Linked DNA regions of Anas platyrhynchos: region 1 is linked to region 2. A link is a contact called in public Hi-C data. All regions are on one chromosome and are shown on one strand. Each heading gives the region's core, a stretch centred on a gene start, on an enhancer-like site or on the middle of the called end of the contact. The rest is flanking DNA. Distances are from core to core; before and after follow the strand shown.

The links. A called contact is a pair of places that touch in the nucleus more often than the background predicts.
Region 1: a contact with region 2 is called in a Hi-C map of subcutaneous adipose tissue, with 4 times the contacts expected there. The contact joins the enhancer-like site here to the promoter of RFC2 in region 2. A contact is called at or near these places in 5 of 8 Hi-C or Micro-C datasets (F1 follicle, liver, skeletal muscle and 1 more).

The regions. Positions count from the first base shown.
Region 1 is chr20:8,460,296-8,467,138 of IASCAAS_PekinDuck_T2T, reverse strand. It overlaps CLIP2 (CAP-Gly domain containing linker protein 2), which reads right to left. Exons shown (of 16, transcript XM_072026254.1): 4 at 3,815-3,939. Among named protein-coding and RNA genes, the nearest start is that of GTF2IRD1, 39 kb to the left of the region's middle. Within about 2 kb of position 1,903, at least 1 of the 8 cell types and tissues checked has an H3K27ac peak or open chromatin away from gene starts, as enhancers often do. A contact at or near this core is called in subcutaneous adipose tissue, where this site is marked.
Region 2 is chr20:8,391,783-8,398,670 of IASCAAS_PekinDuck_T2T, reverse strand. It overlaps RFC2 (replication factor C subunit 2), which reads left to right and starts at 5,293. Exons shown (of 11, transcript XM_027445959.3): 1 at 5,293-5,495; 2 at 6,076-6,145; 3 at 6,801-6,842. The coding sequence starts at 5,389.

The DNA.
Region 1 (6,843 bases), core at 654-3,153, 72 kb before region 2:
GCTAAAAATGCCATTATCCCAAACTCCAGTGTGTGCCACCCCCTCTGGATGGAGGGGAGAGGGAAACTGGTTCCCTGCAAACAAACTTAAAAGAGGCAAGCATAACAAAAGGGTGTATCAGGTAACTGCAGCGAGCCTGATGATTATGTTTCTACAAACAAATAAGCAAAACTTAGTGCCAAACCTTGGGAACCCCCTTAGAGCTCAGGCCTACCTATTGCTAGCCAGCTGCATTGCAGCAAGTAAACCCAGACAGCCTCCAGGCATCATGCCCCTTTGTGGCTATGGAAGAGCCAACACAAAACTCTCTACTTTAAGATTTTTTTTCTCAAAGCCTCATTAGCGAGGCTAGGACAAAATACTGGGCCATATAATAGCCTGTCCTATGTTAGCATTAAAAAATAATAATAATCTAATGAATAAATGACAAACCCAGCTTTCCTAGCACAAGTGCTCTCTCTCCAGATGCAAGCAGCTGGAACCCAAAAGCCTTCAGTTTGTAAGTGCTGGCAGTCACCCGGCTGGGTCACAGTCAGAACTCTGTGCTTGGGAGAACAGAGAAGAGCCTCATCTCCACCCAGATGTGTGATTAATTTTCAAACACCTGCTCAGCTCCATTTTTTAAAAGATAAAAAAAATGGAAAAACCCTACAATCCAAAATCTCTTAGACCCCTTTGCTTGCTGCCAACACAGGCTTCTGGGTTTAGGAAGGCTATCACAGGCTCACCTTGTTCCAGAATGGAGACCTGAAGTAGAAAAGCTGTGTGACCTCTTGCAAACCAGCCAAAGCATTCCTCAGCATCATATTTTCAAACTGAAGCCTGCAGAGGAATCCAACAACATGGCACAGCCCCTTCCACAGGTCTAAGTGACCTGAGCGTAAAATGGTACTTGTGGCTATACCATACCAAAGGGTAAGTCCACCCAAAGCCCCCTACTGCTCCTATCAAGTTCAAACTTGCTTCAAGCTATGTCAGCTCACCTACTTTTAGTGGTTGGAAGTGGTTGCAATTAACTGGTATAGTTCAGAGACAGGAGCTGGGTCCAGAACACTTGGCAGCAGAAACATCTGCTTGAAACCCAAGAGCTGCTCTCGGCTGGGTGCTACAGAGCCCTACACCCACATGACAAAGAAACTGGAAAGGAAAGTGGTGGTGTGATGGTGATGCAAACTGCAGGTGGAAAATAGCACAGAAAAGTTTGAAACAGACAAAAATAGTTTTTAAAGTGCAAGGCCCATGACTGACAGGCTTCAAACTATGTCAAAGTTTTGTGGGCAAAGGCTCCCATAGGAGCAGGGGCAGAGGAGAGTAAAATAAGTGAAGGTTAATATGAATCAGTTAAGATGAGTAAGTGGAACTTGTCTGGCCGTGTGGATTTAAAACAACAACAACAAAAAAAAAAACAACACAACACACTCCAGTACTTCTCTGCTCTCCCAAGCAGACAGAACAGCAGATGCAGCACACCCCAGTGTCTCAGCAGTACCCATGTGATGCCAGGAGAGGGGCCCAAACACGGTGATGTCCTCTCAGGCACTGCTACTATAGGCAGCCTCCACCAGAGAGCCACAAGTTGCTCAGGAAACCTTGGCCCTTCATCCCTGCTTGGATGAACACCCAGCCCTGGAGCCCTTTGCTGAACCTGCAGGAGAATCAGAGCGACCCTCCTCAAACTCTGAGGGTCCAATTCACCAGGAGAGCTCATGACAGCAAAGCCGGTGACAGAGTCCTTTGCTGGCCCATTTGCCTCCACATCACCTCCCCTCCTTCCACCAGCCTCCACCACCTCAGGGACAGCAGACTGCCTTTGGACCCAGCCCTTCTGCTGTAACAGCGACTGCAGCAGTGAGCACTGCTGGTAGGCAGCCAGACCAAAGATGCTCACTAGATGGCAACAGCCACCAAAGCACAGAGCCTCCGGAGCCCTGGACAGCCTCCTTGCAGACTGATTCCAGCAGGACAAACTCAGGGCAGTACCAGGAATCCTGAGTAGCCAGGATAAATGTGGGGAGCACTGTCTGAGGGGTGCCTGCATGGCCCAAGGGAGTAGGTTTTGGTATGGCGGCCTTCCTCCAGAACCCCGCTGTTGAAGTCAGTCCATGCTGTTAGCTGCCAGAGAAGCGTTTTCACTGCAGAAAAATCAGAAGGTTAGATGAAGGCTCAAGGGATGAAGAGGGAGTGCTGCAAACCTGCAGCCAGATGCTTGGTGGACAGACCTTAGCAGGACAGTGCCTGCATACCACTGCTGAGTTGGCTGACATTCACTGCTGCTAGGAGATCTGCGTAATCAGCTCGGACACAAGAGGCAGGGATGCCGTACAGATTTCCTTCAGTCTCCTCTATTTAATCAAAATCTCTGAATTTGCTCCTGTTCCCTGATTCTTGTTGTGGGAATCAATTGTTCCTGTTTTTGATAAAATGCCAAAGAGGAGCCTTGCAGACACAGTGCACGCCACAGCAAAATAAAACCATGATGTAGCGGTTTCAGAAAAAAGATGACTTTCAAAAGTTGGGATTTCGGAACACAGCAACAGAAGTGTGAGGACAAGAGCCAGAGAGAGCACCCTTACCCCTCACATCTGCCTTCCACACATTCCACATGCACAAAAGACAGTAAATCATTTCTTTGCACCCTGAAGATGAAGCTTAGATATTTTACCATGCGTGACAAAGAAAGCAGGGACTTGGCTTCACTCCATGACATATTCTGGTTCTTTTCTTTAGAGAACAGGCTGGAAGTCAGCCATCTGCTGCCAATCATTTACTGCTTTCTTGTCCTGACATTCCCAAGCGTTTCTCTTATTTAAAATGAAAACATTTGACTGCTGGACAAAAAGGGGCTGATTCAACACAGAAGCCTTTATTACAGAACCTGAGATCTACCGATGGAAGAACTCTCAGTTCCTGAGTAGTTTCAAAGTTCAATCTCACCTTTAATGTAAGATTTCCTTAAGGAGCCTTGAGAAATCAGCTGTATTTCCCCTGTAAGGAACTTGTGAAGGACAGGAAATCAGTTCCACCTGTACTGGAACCAAGGCCAAAGCACCGCTATATAACTCAGGTCTAAGCATCGCCAAACTCAAACACCTGAGGCTGGGGGTCATTCCCTTATCTAGCTTCTACACAAAAAGAAATACAGCTTCTTAGAAAGCTTGCTAGGTGTCCCTGCCTAGTTTTCTAGACACTAACAAGGGCTGTTTTGAAACAAAAATAGTGGAGGTACAATCGAGGCAGAGGTGATAAGATCCATCAGCAGATAACTGTAGCACTACAGAATTCCTACAAGAACAGACCAGGGCCAGCAATTGTTCTTTCAGATCTTTGAAAAGTTGTTCCCAGGAAAAAAAAAAAAATAGGCCAGAAAAGCCAGAAAAAAAGTCAGAGCTTTATTCTCTATAGTTCTGACAGGCTCAATTTCAGATACAGTGCAAGAAGAAAGTTTATTTATGAAGCACACGTGTGGTAGAAAGCAGACCTAACCCAATCACAGAACCCATTCCTAGCAAAAAACTTAAAGTGCAGTACAATTTAGTATCTTCCCTCTACTCTCTCCTGTTTCCTGCAGCCACCCTGGGTACTTTTCTCCATACAGACCTTACCTGATTCTGCTATAAAATGCTCCGGTAACGAGGCTTCTATTTTATCTCCTGGAAAAATTAGTCCAAAGCTTCAAAGACTCAAAACTGGACTCTTCCTCCCCATTTATAACATCCAACCCAACACACCAACTCTCCCTCCCAGACCCGAAGGAGTTTGGCACCCAGTCCCCGCAGGAGGCCCGCAGGACCCCCGTGCTGGGAGCGCCCAGTACCTGGTACCAGCCACGGCCCCGTCGTTCTTCCCCAGGGGCTCGTCCAGCTCCACGCCGCACCACTCTCCTTTGGCAAAATCCGTCTCTCCCACGTAGCGAACAACTCCCGTCTTCGTCCCACCGACCTGTCAGAGGTAAAATGCTGAGGGTTAGAGACCAACGCTAGCATTACTGCAAGTCGCTTAAAGCCGGAACAGATGTGGAGAGAGAAAGGGAAAAAGCCATCAGCAGCATCTTCTGATTCAGATCTAATGAAACCAGAACAGGCAGTTTTCACGTCAAGTTCTCCTAGCACCAAAGATGCCTCCCCAATAACTACAAGCAAATCTCCCACTTCTGGACGTGTCTGCCTGGAAGATGTCAGGACAAATATAATGAGAACACCAACTAATTGCGTACAGTTGCTTGCCAGACCTTGAAGGAGTTTAAGCCCTGCACACACAGCTTGTACCTGCCTCCTGCAAAGCACAGAGAAATAAGCAAAGTCACACCTTCTGCTCCCCTGTGTACACTTAAAGCTCTCAATGCCCTGAGCAGACCCCAGGACAGTATAAGTCAGAGCTGCACAAGGCTGGGTTTTGATCACCACAACCAGAAGATATTTTACTGAGCAGATGCTGTATCAGCTGCCTCTGCCTTTGCACTGGGAGTGCCTACAGGTGTCCTTTGGTATTTGTGATGAGAAAAGAAAGATGGAAAAGCAGGAGGGATATTATTCTAAAGATCTGTACTTCTAGTAAATCAGCATATAATTTAAACCTTTTTTGGCCTCTCTGTTAAGCCTAGGTTCAAGGAAGAAAGCTTGAAAAAGTTAAGATTTAATTTGCAGCTTTTAACTTCAATGACTGGTGGTTAATTTTGTTTAATAGTAAATTTTAAATAAAGCAGTATAAACCAAATATTACTGCCCTACAGAAATCAGTGATGGAGAAATGCAGAAATCTCCAGCTTTTTATGTTTCAGGGATGTAACAGGTTTACCAATTCTTAATGACTAAATATTCTGGAAATTGCTTATGCAAAGGCAAATGAGTTTTCCCAGCCTAAAAATAACTGCTCCTGAGAGGACCAGAGAGCACAGCTCCAAAGCCTGGCTCCTGCCTCAAGTCCTGGGAGGCTGCGCTGCAGCTCGAGCTGGTCCTCTCTAAGTTTTCCCACTAGGGATGTAGCAAAATGCTGCTTATGGAAAAAACTCTGAAGTTCTGTAGGAAGGAGGAAAATATTTGCCAGCAGGGAAAGCATCAGAAGAAAGACTTCTGGTCCTACACCATGTCCCGGAGTAAAAGGACTTCATTTCAGTATTAGGTACTTGGCAAGTTACAGATTTGAATAGCTTCGGTAAGATTCTTTACGACTTGCTCATAGTCAAACAGCAGTCCCGTTTTTGATTTATCCAAGTCTAGAAAGAATTATTCTCTTAATATTAATGCAATGATTTAATGCCAGTCTAGTACATTTCTTTAGCTACAAGCTGAACTCAATGAAGACATAATTCATCCTCGTGCCATTTATAAAAATGAAGGGAGCTTACCAGCTGTCTTTTTTTTTAATCGAGTTTTAATTACTGATACGGAGCCACATGATCCTGACCCCACTGAACCTCATGTGACCTCCTTAATAACCCAATGAGCTCCCTCCACCAGTGTGAGTCTCCAAACAGCAGAGAAAGTGTGCTTAATATATAAATATTATAAAATAATAAATATATAAAGTGTGCCTAAGGGCACCAGAGCAGGACAGTCAGAGCAGGCTGTGTTCCTACCCAAAACTCACAAATGGGCATCCCACAGCCCCCCAGGTGGCTATAGGATTGTTTCCAAAGTAATGGATTTTATTTCTCTTTTGAGGGTTGGTTATTCTGTCTTTTCCATGAAGCACGCCCTTGCCACACAGGATCATCTTCTCCCTGTTCTGTCCCAAATGCCCCCATGCTCCCTGACGGGGCTGGGAGCGCAGTCAGGAGCTGATTTGGGGTTGCCATGCTCACACGTCAGCATTTAGACCCCTTGTTGAACTTCCCAGCTTCTGGCAGGCACGCAGGAACTCTCGTGGATGGACAGCCTAGAAAATTCACCCGCCCCAGACATGCAGATTTATTCAGCCCCGATAATCTGCTAATGCTGCTCAAATAAATAATGCGTTTTGGGAAAAGCCAGCTGGCAGGTCGCGCCAGTGCGCAGAACAAACAGTCTCATCAAAACAGAAGCATTTGTTTTTATTAGAGCCTTCAACAAATCACAAGTATCACCTTGGAAGGAGGATAGGAGCAGCTTGTGAGGGGCAGCAGGGCTGGCACTCACAGACCCCAAGTCAAGGCAGCCGCTCAGCTGCGCCTTCTCCCCACACCTCGCTGTTACACCACGCTCCTGGAGCAAAACTCTCCAACCTTTTCAGAAGAGCTTTCTATACGTTACCAAGACTGTCAGCAAGATTAGTCATTTCCAAGAGAATGGGATTCTGCTCGATGTAAAGTGTTATTACTTTCAGTTATAGTTATTTTTGCAGAAAAGCAGCTGAAATAGCTCCTTCTTGAAGCTCAAAAATAAACACTATTGACATAGTAAGATTTTGTTGTTGTTCTGTTTTGGATGGTTTCTGATTAGCATTAGTGTTCCATATTTTCACCTGAAGCAAAGAAACCCTTATAATTAACTTAGATCAAGCTCACCACAATCCACCCTCTCCATCTGGACTCCAGCAGCCTCAGAGCCACCCCCCGGCCTCCTGGGGAGTTCAGATCCAGCCTCAAGTTCTCTGCCTTGGCTCCCATGGCCTTTTCCATGCTTTTGATGAGAGACCATCGTCCTGACCTGGCCTTTCCTCAACAAAAGACCTCCAACAGTCCCAAGAAAGTCTTGGGCTTGACGTTCAGAGCACAAAACCAGGGCTGCTACCATGGTTTCTGTGCTTAACGGGTGAGTCAGAAAAGCACGGTGCAGTCACAGAGGAGACATCCACGCGCCTCTCCTGCGATCTGTAGTAACGCTGACATCATGTTTTACTAGGGTTTTCTCATCGAAATGACAAAAT
Region 2 (6,888 bases), core at 4,044-6,543:
CTATCCACATTCCCATTATTATGGGATAACAGAGGCCATGAGGCCAAGTGTTATGTCTGAAAACACACACAAAGTGGCATGTTGGCAAAAGAATAGATGAACCCAGGCTGTCTGCTTCCATGTCTATTTGATATTACCATTCATCACAGCTTAGTGATACAGCCCCCAAATCTATTTCTGGTTTTGCAACAGCTCACAGCTGAGCCTTTAAGCAGGCAGCTCACAGACCACAGAGCCATCGGTTTTTTTCTTCTTCATCAAGTTCCTTCCTCTTGTGTGAGGGAGCCCCAGCAAGGCTCTGCTGCAGGAACCCCCTTTGCAACACCAGGCATGCACACAACTGCTTCCTCAGCTTACTCGGTGAAAGGGAGGCTCTGTGCCAGCCTCAGAGCCAGGTTTTCATGCAGTTAGAGCCCTGCTACAGTCCCTGTGGTGACACCAGATCCTGACAGAGGAGGAAAGGGGCAGCTCCACACCAGCCCCAAGCTGCAGGTGCAAGCAGCCAGAGGCTCAAAGGGACTGCTGCAAAAGGGAGAAATGGCACGCACAGTTATTCCCCTCTCCAACAATTTTAGCTTAGTCAACAGCGTTAGCAGCCAACAGCTGCAGTTTGGCTTCTAGGAAAATGTAGGCTTGAAGGCTTGAATTCCTTTCCTGCAGACAAAAGAGGGGTTCCAGGAGGGAGCCTGCTCTTTTAGCTGTCACCGATGACCCTGGTGGCTCCTAACACAGGTGTCCGGACTCCCTCTGCTGACTAAAGCTGAAACCACATGCCTGCTCCTGCACTGGACACGCAGTTCTCTGCTACACCCTGCGAACAAAACCAGAAAATTAAGGAAATTTCAATTACACTGTTAGACGTCAAGCAGCCAAAGAGCAGAAAAGTAAGAGCAGCAGGTGACTGCTCCTGAATCCTGTTATCACAGCCCGGTGCAAAGCACTCATTCCTCAGCACCCACATAAAATCATAATAAAGCTTCCCTCAATTAAAATTATGATGATCTAAATCCACTCATTAAAGTGTTTTTAGATGCTTATAGGAAAGAATTGTAATTGTGTTTTATTGTATTTTATTTTTAATATTAGAGCCTCCTGATAGCAACTACCTTAAATTGGTCTTCCCAGCTTCTCTTTCATTGTGGTCTGTGACCTCCCTCACTTCTAGCAGAACGAACTGCTTAACCGCAGACTGAGAAGCATACTGCTTATAATTTTATGTGGCAGCATAAAAAAAAAACATGGTCAGGTACTTTATGAAAATGTAAAGAGCAATGAGATGCCATAAATGAAAGCGTTCAGGTAGCAGAGCAGGCAGATGTCGTGCTGTATTTACCCAGTCTGTTTGGGTGAGCTGCCATTGCTCCACAGCAACTGGAGATGCTAACATGAGAGGAGGGCTGAGGACATGGACTGGGAAATAAACCAGGGTATGGCAGTGTACAAATGTGTGACCTCAGCCATTATATGTAGGAAAAAGGTTTAAGCAGAACACATAGCTCAGATCAGCACAGCCACACCTTCCAGGGACAGTCTGCAGAAAAGCACATGAACAGAGGGATGCTGTGGTGCTGCAAGAACAAGGACAAATAACCTGCACATCCTGACACCATCATCTCCGTTTTTTTTTTTCCACGTAGAGGCCAAGCACAGCAGCTCTGCAGGAACCCAGGCCCTTGTCATTCTGGGAGCAGACATGCCAGGCTCAGGAAACACCCTGATGCAGTAATGCCGTATTTCATCAAGCACCAGTCCAGCCTCCCTTCTAACCAGCCCATCGTTATTTGCACTCCTGGTATTTCTCCCAGCTTCACTTTATGCTTTCAGCCTCAATGAACACGAGAGAAAATTGTTGGTAGCATCAGAATTCATTCCCCTCTCTCCAAGCTAGCAGTGTGAAAAGGGGAGAGGGAGAGCAGGGAGCAGCCTCAGAGGGGACTGCAGACTCTGCATTTCCCTGGCAGCAAGGCCATCTGTGCTACGTGACCTACTTGTGGCTGCCGAACAACAACAGCACGCTGCAATAGGAGGTGGCGGCTTTCACTGAGACTGCAGGGCTGCTGGGGATGGAGAGCAAACAGCCAAGGGAACTTTGCATTTCTCTTAACAGTGTCATTTAAAGTCTCAGCCCCTGGCATCATAGACTTGCTGGGTAACGTATAGCCATGTTAGCCCTACTAATAATAGTAAGACAAACTCACTGCTTTATTTATTTATTTTTTTAACTCAAAAGCGAAATCACTTTGAATAATATACATTTCTCCCCTCCCTCCCACAAACATTGTCTATAAGATATATATATATATATTTATTATTTATCTGTAACAAATATACAGTACTGATGCATACTTTTCACTAATGCTTGGTTGAAGCTAGTTTCTTCTCTTATTCATTATTTCTATTGCCTTTGGGGTTTTACACCTCACGTCCACCATCATCATTTCATCATGGGAGCTCTTTGCTGTCTTCAACTCTTGCCTTACTTTTGCTATCTCCAGCAGTTTCTGCTTCTTGTTCAAACTCAAAACAAAACTACCTTCAGTTTCACCAGCCATAGCATGCAAAACAGCAAAACAAATGCTTTCTGCATTTACCCAGCCCCCTGACAAAACCTCTTGCATTGGGCTTTCATTTCCCCATAGGGCTTAGAGTAGAAGCTCCTGACTGTAGCCAAGCTGAGAGGAGTCTCCACATGGTCTTTAAAGGACTCGTTCCCTGTATCAAGCACCTGCAGCTGGGTCACCCTTGCTCCTGGGATAACCACAAGATCTCTACTTATTTCTCTCATGGTGATCTCCATTACTGATAGTAGATGCTGTCTGAACACATCGAAGAGCATTCCTCTTGCTAACTAAATCATTAGCAAAAAGCTGTTATCTGTATCTGTACCATGTACTGATCACAGATACTTAGTAAGCTTTTTTTTTTTTTTATAGATACATATATATATAGATACATATATATATATCTATATGTGTGGTTTTTTTTTGTTTTTTTTTTTTTTTTTTTTTTTTAGATACATATATATCTTTTGGGTGGGAAGGAAGTAGGTCAGAAGAAACTGCCTTAAATTCAGGGCCATCCTCCTTTCAGGATAATACAGTACATCCTCTGCGTGCATGTGTATTCAGGCACTGTTGGTAACACATCAAAAGAGCTCTGCCATGTCAGCACTGAATTTGGAACTCATTTTACCCTGGATGTCTCCTGTGATCTCAGACAGACAGTATCGACAGTTCACAACTTGGGAGAGACAGTTTTTAAAGCTTTCAGCTCAGGTATTCCCATCCACCTGCCACACATCCTTCTTAATATCATCATGCCCTCAATAAATACTCGTGCCATGTCTGACAGACTACAGTGTCACTGATACATGAGGAGTTACTGCCTGCTCAGAGGCTGCAGTGTTTTAGAGGATTGTGCTCCCCAGAAACACATATTGCAATTGGTTAGCAGAAACGTATCACAAAATCTGTCATCAGGCTCTCTGCAACAATTCTTATGAATTATCTTTCTAACAGCCCGTTGGGTGCTTATCAGCAGTAATCCTCCACATATAATGAGAGAATTAACGCTGGCCAGGAAAATTGTATCTTATCTGGAGGCTGGTACTTCCTAAGAGCATAACAACTGTTTAACTTGGCAAGAAACCAAAGCATGACCAGCACGTTGTATTGACAGACTGCTATGACCAGCAGTGCTGTACGCAGCTGCAATATTTCACTGTCTCCTGTTGGCTTCTGCAGTAGGTTAAATCCAAAGACAGGAGTAACACAGTTGAGTTTGAGGTGTATTCATCCAGTATGTGTGCTAGAACAGTATGAATATTGGAATAAAAGCTAGCTGCCTTGTCCTTGTATGACATACGACATAATTATGTCTTTGCTTAGTTTTCTACTTTACCTCTAGTGGAGGTGAAGTTAATCCACAGTTAATTCAGACAGGCATGTAAAGGCTGCAGACCACCCACAAATTTGCCTTTATGAAACACCACAAAACCACCAGGAGCAGCGTACAGCTATTAATAAAAAATATACAAAACAAGATTTAACCATTGACTATCCTGCCTACACAAAACCCAGATAGAAAGCTGCTCTTTGCGCAATGGAAACTTCACCCTCCGGAGTTTTGAAGCCTTGTGAGAAACCCAGCAGACTCCATCGCTGTCAGGCCACGGGCTGAACCCGTTCCAAAGGCTGAACGCTCACGTGCCAGCCTCACAACGCCAAGGGACAAGTGCTGACAATGACACCGGGATGCAAATGTTGCGGCCAGCGATAGGAAGTCCTCCCCGTTGAAGAGCATCACTGCTCATGCAGGGCTCCAAGCACGATGGGCTCCAGGCTCCTGCCTCATACCGGTGAGGCAAGGCTTACAAGGAGAGGCTGAGGGAGCTGGGCTTGTTCAGCCTGGAGAAAAGGAGGCTCAGGGGCGACCTTATCGCTCTCTATAAGTACCTTAAAGAAGGCTGTAGCGAGGTGGGGGTTGGTCTGTTCTCCCATGTGCCTGGCGAGAGGATGAGGGGGAATGGGCTGAAGTTGTGCCAGGGGCGGTTTAGGTTGGATATTAGGAAGAACTTCTTTACCGAAAGGGTTGTGAGGCATTGGGATGGGCTGCCCAGGGAAGTGGTGGAGTCACCATCCCTGCAGGTCTTTAAAAGACGCTTAGATGTAGAGCTCAGTGATATGGTTTAGTGGAGGACTGGGTAGGGTTAGGTCAGAGGTTGGACTGGGTGATCTCGGAGGTCTCTTCCAACCTAGACGATTCTGTGATTCTGTGATTCAGTCTTAAATTAGAAGCATTCCCAAGGGATTAGAGCCCAGACTGAGGGACAGACCCTGCGCTCACTGAGCCGAAACAAGCGTCATTGTGCTGAACATGAGCAGAGTATGGGATGTACGAAGGCCTCGGGAACTGCTCGGATTTAGGACAAGTACCTACCGCTACGTGAATTTGAACATTCACAGAACTGCACCTAATAACACGGTATTTTGTGGTGTGTCTTTTATTGTTCTCATTTTATAGGGGGAAACAAACGTGGTTAGATGAAAAAGAAACAAAGGCTTATTCTCCTGAGGTGCGAATCCAGTAGCGTTTTTATTAAACAACTCAACATGTCCTTGAGGGGGGACACACAGCTTTGACACAACATGTCACAGAGGGGGGACACTCCAGAAGAGCCGAGGGCTCTGCCTGCCCCCATGGAGCCCCCAGCCCACCCCAGGCACCCCCCGGAGCTGCCGGAGCCCCGCTCCCGGCCACTGAGCGCCCACCCCCGGGAGGCCGGGGCAGGATCCGCTCCGCCCTACGAGGCGGGCCCGCAGCGCGTTCCTCCCCTCAGGCAGGCGGCGGGAAGACGGGCTCGGGCCCGCTGCAGCCGCCACCGCCGCGATGGAGGCGGAGGAGGCGGAGAAGGCCGGGGCCCAGGGCGAGAAGCGGGGACCCGCCGACGCCCCGGGGCCCGCTCCCGCCGCCGGCGGCCATTACGAGCTGCCCTGGTGAGGCCTGAGGGGGCCGCGGGGCGCGGGGCGGTGGGGAAAATGGAGCCGGGCGGTGGGCGGGAGGAAGGGCCGAGCGGCGCGGCCATTGGTGGAGAGCGGGGCGCGGGGCGGGACTAGGCGTGCAGGAGCCAATGGGAAGAGGCGGGGGGCGGGGCGAGCCGTGGGCGGGAAGAAAGGGGGCTCGCGCCGCGCTGTCGCCTCGCTTCACCTCAGGGGCGGCTGTGAGGGGGCTGGGGTCGGGGGGAGCCGTGCATGGGGCGAGCCCAGGGGATCCGGCCCCTGCCTCCCCTCGGCGGCTGGCTGCGAGGTGCTCACCGCGGGTGGGATGCGAGAAACCCCCGCTCAGCCCTGCGGGGCCCAGCCCGGGCGAGATCTGGCCCGGTGCCTCCCCTGTCAGCCCTGTTCTGTCAGGCTGAGGCGTGAAGGCGAACCCCAGGCGGTTGTGGTGTTTTCGTCCTTTCTATGCTGGTCAAAATAAAACAACCTGAACTTAAATGTAGTGTGAGCCTCCTTTTCCAGCAGTGTAAAGCGCTATGAAAGTTTGGCCATGTGTGTCTGAAGTGTTTTACTTCTACAGGGTGGAAAAATACAGACCCATGAAACTGTGTGAAATAGTTGGAAATGAAGATACGGTGAGCAGGTTGGAGGTGTGTAGCTGTTGCTTTATTTTTTGATGGGTTAGCTCAAAAAAACATTTTGCACAGAGCCACAGACCAGTAGAGCTCTACTTGAGCATGTGGACAAAAAACTTTATGATTTACTTAAGAAATGACAAGTTTTTGGATATAATAGAGCAATGTCCTAAAGAAACAGGCCTTCTTTGAATTGGGATGTTGCTTAAATTGGCCCAGCTATGATACAACTGTAAAAATGGGTACCTGTTATATTGTTTCAGTGAGTAAGTATAGTTTATATTACTACAGAAGGAAACAGAAACACCACTTTTTTTCTCTGGAAGAAAAATATTTTCCATGACAAATTAATTTGTAAAAGCAGCATTTGCTAGCAGAATGTTTACACTAGCAAATATATCTTTAAAGCAAATAGAAGGGAAAGAGTAAAGACCTGTGAGATTCAGTACTTTAACGTTTTTCCATATTATTCTAGGAACTGACTTAACAGTTCAACTGAAAAACATAAAAGCAGCAATGTGTTTTTTTTTTTTTTTTTAAAAAAAGAAAGAAACCAGGAGGGAAGAAAATAAATGGTAGCTCTGTTACTCATGATTAAAATAGAATAGAATTGGATACTATTTCTTCCTACCATTTTCTTATATGTATACTTTTAATTATTCTTTCTTAGGTCTTTGCAAAAGAGGGGAATGTACCAAACATTATCATTGCTGTAAGTATTGCCGTGTGGTATCTCACTGTTGTGGGTCCTGGCTTCT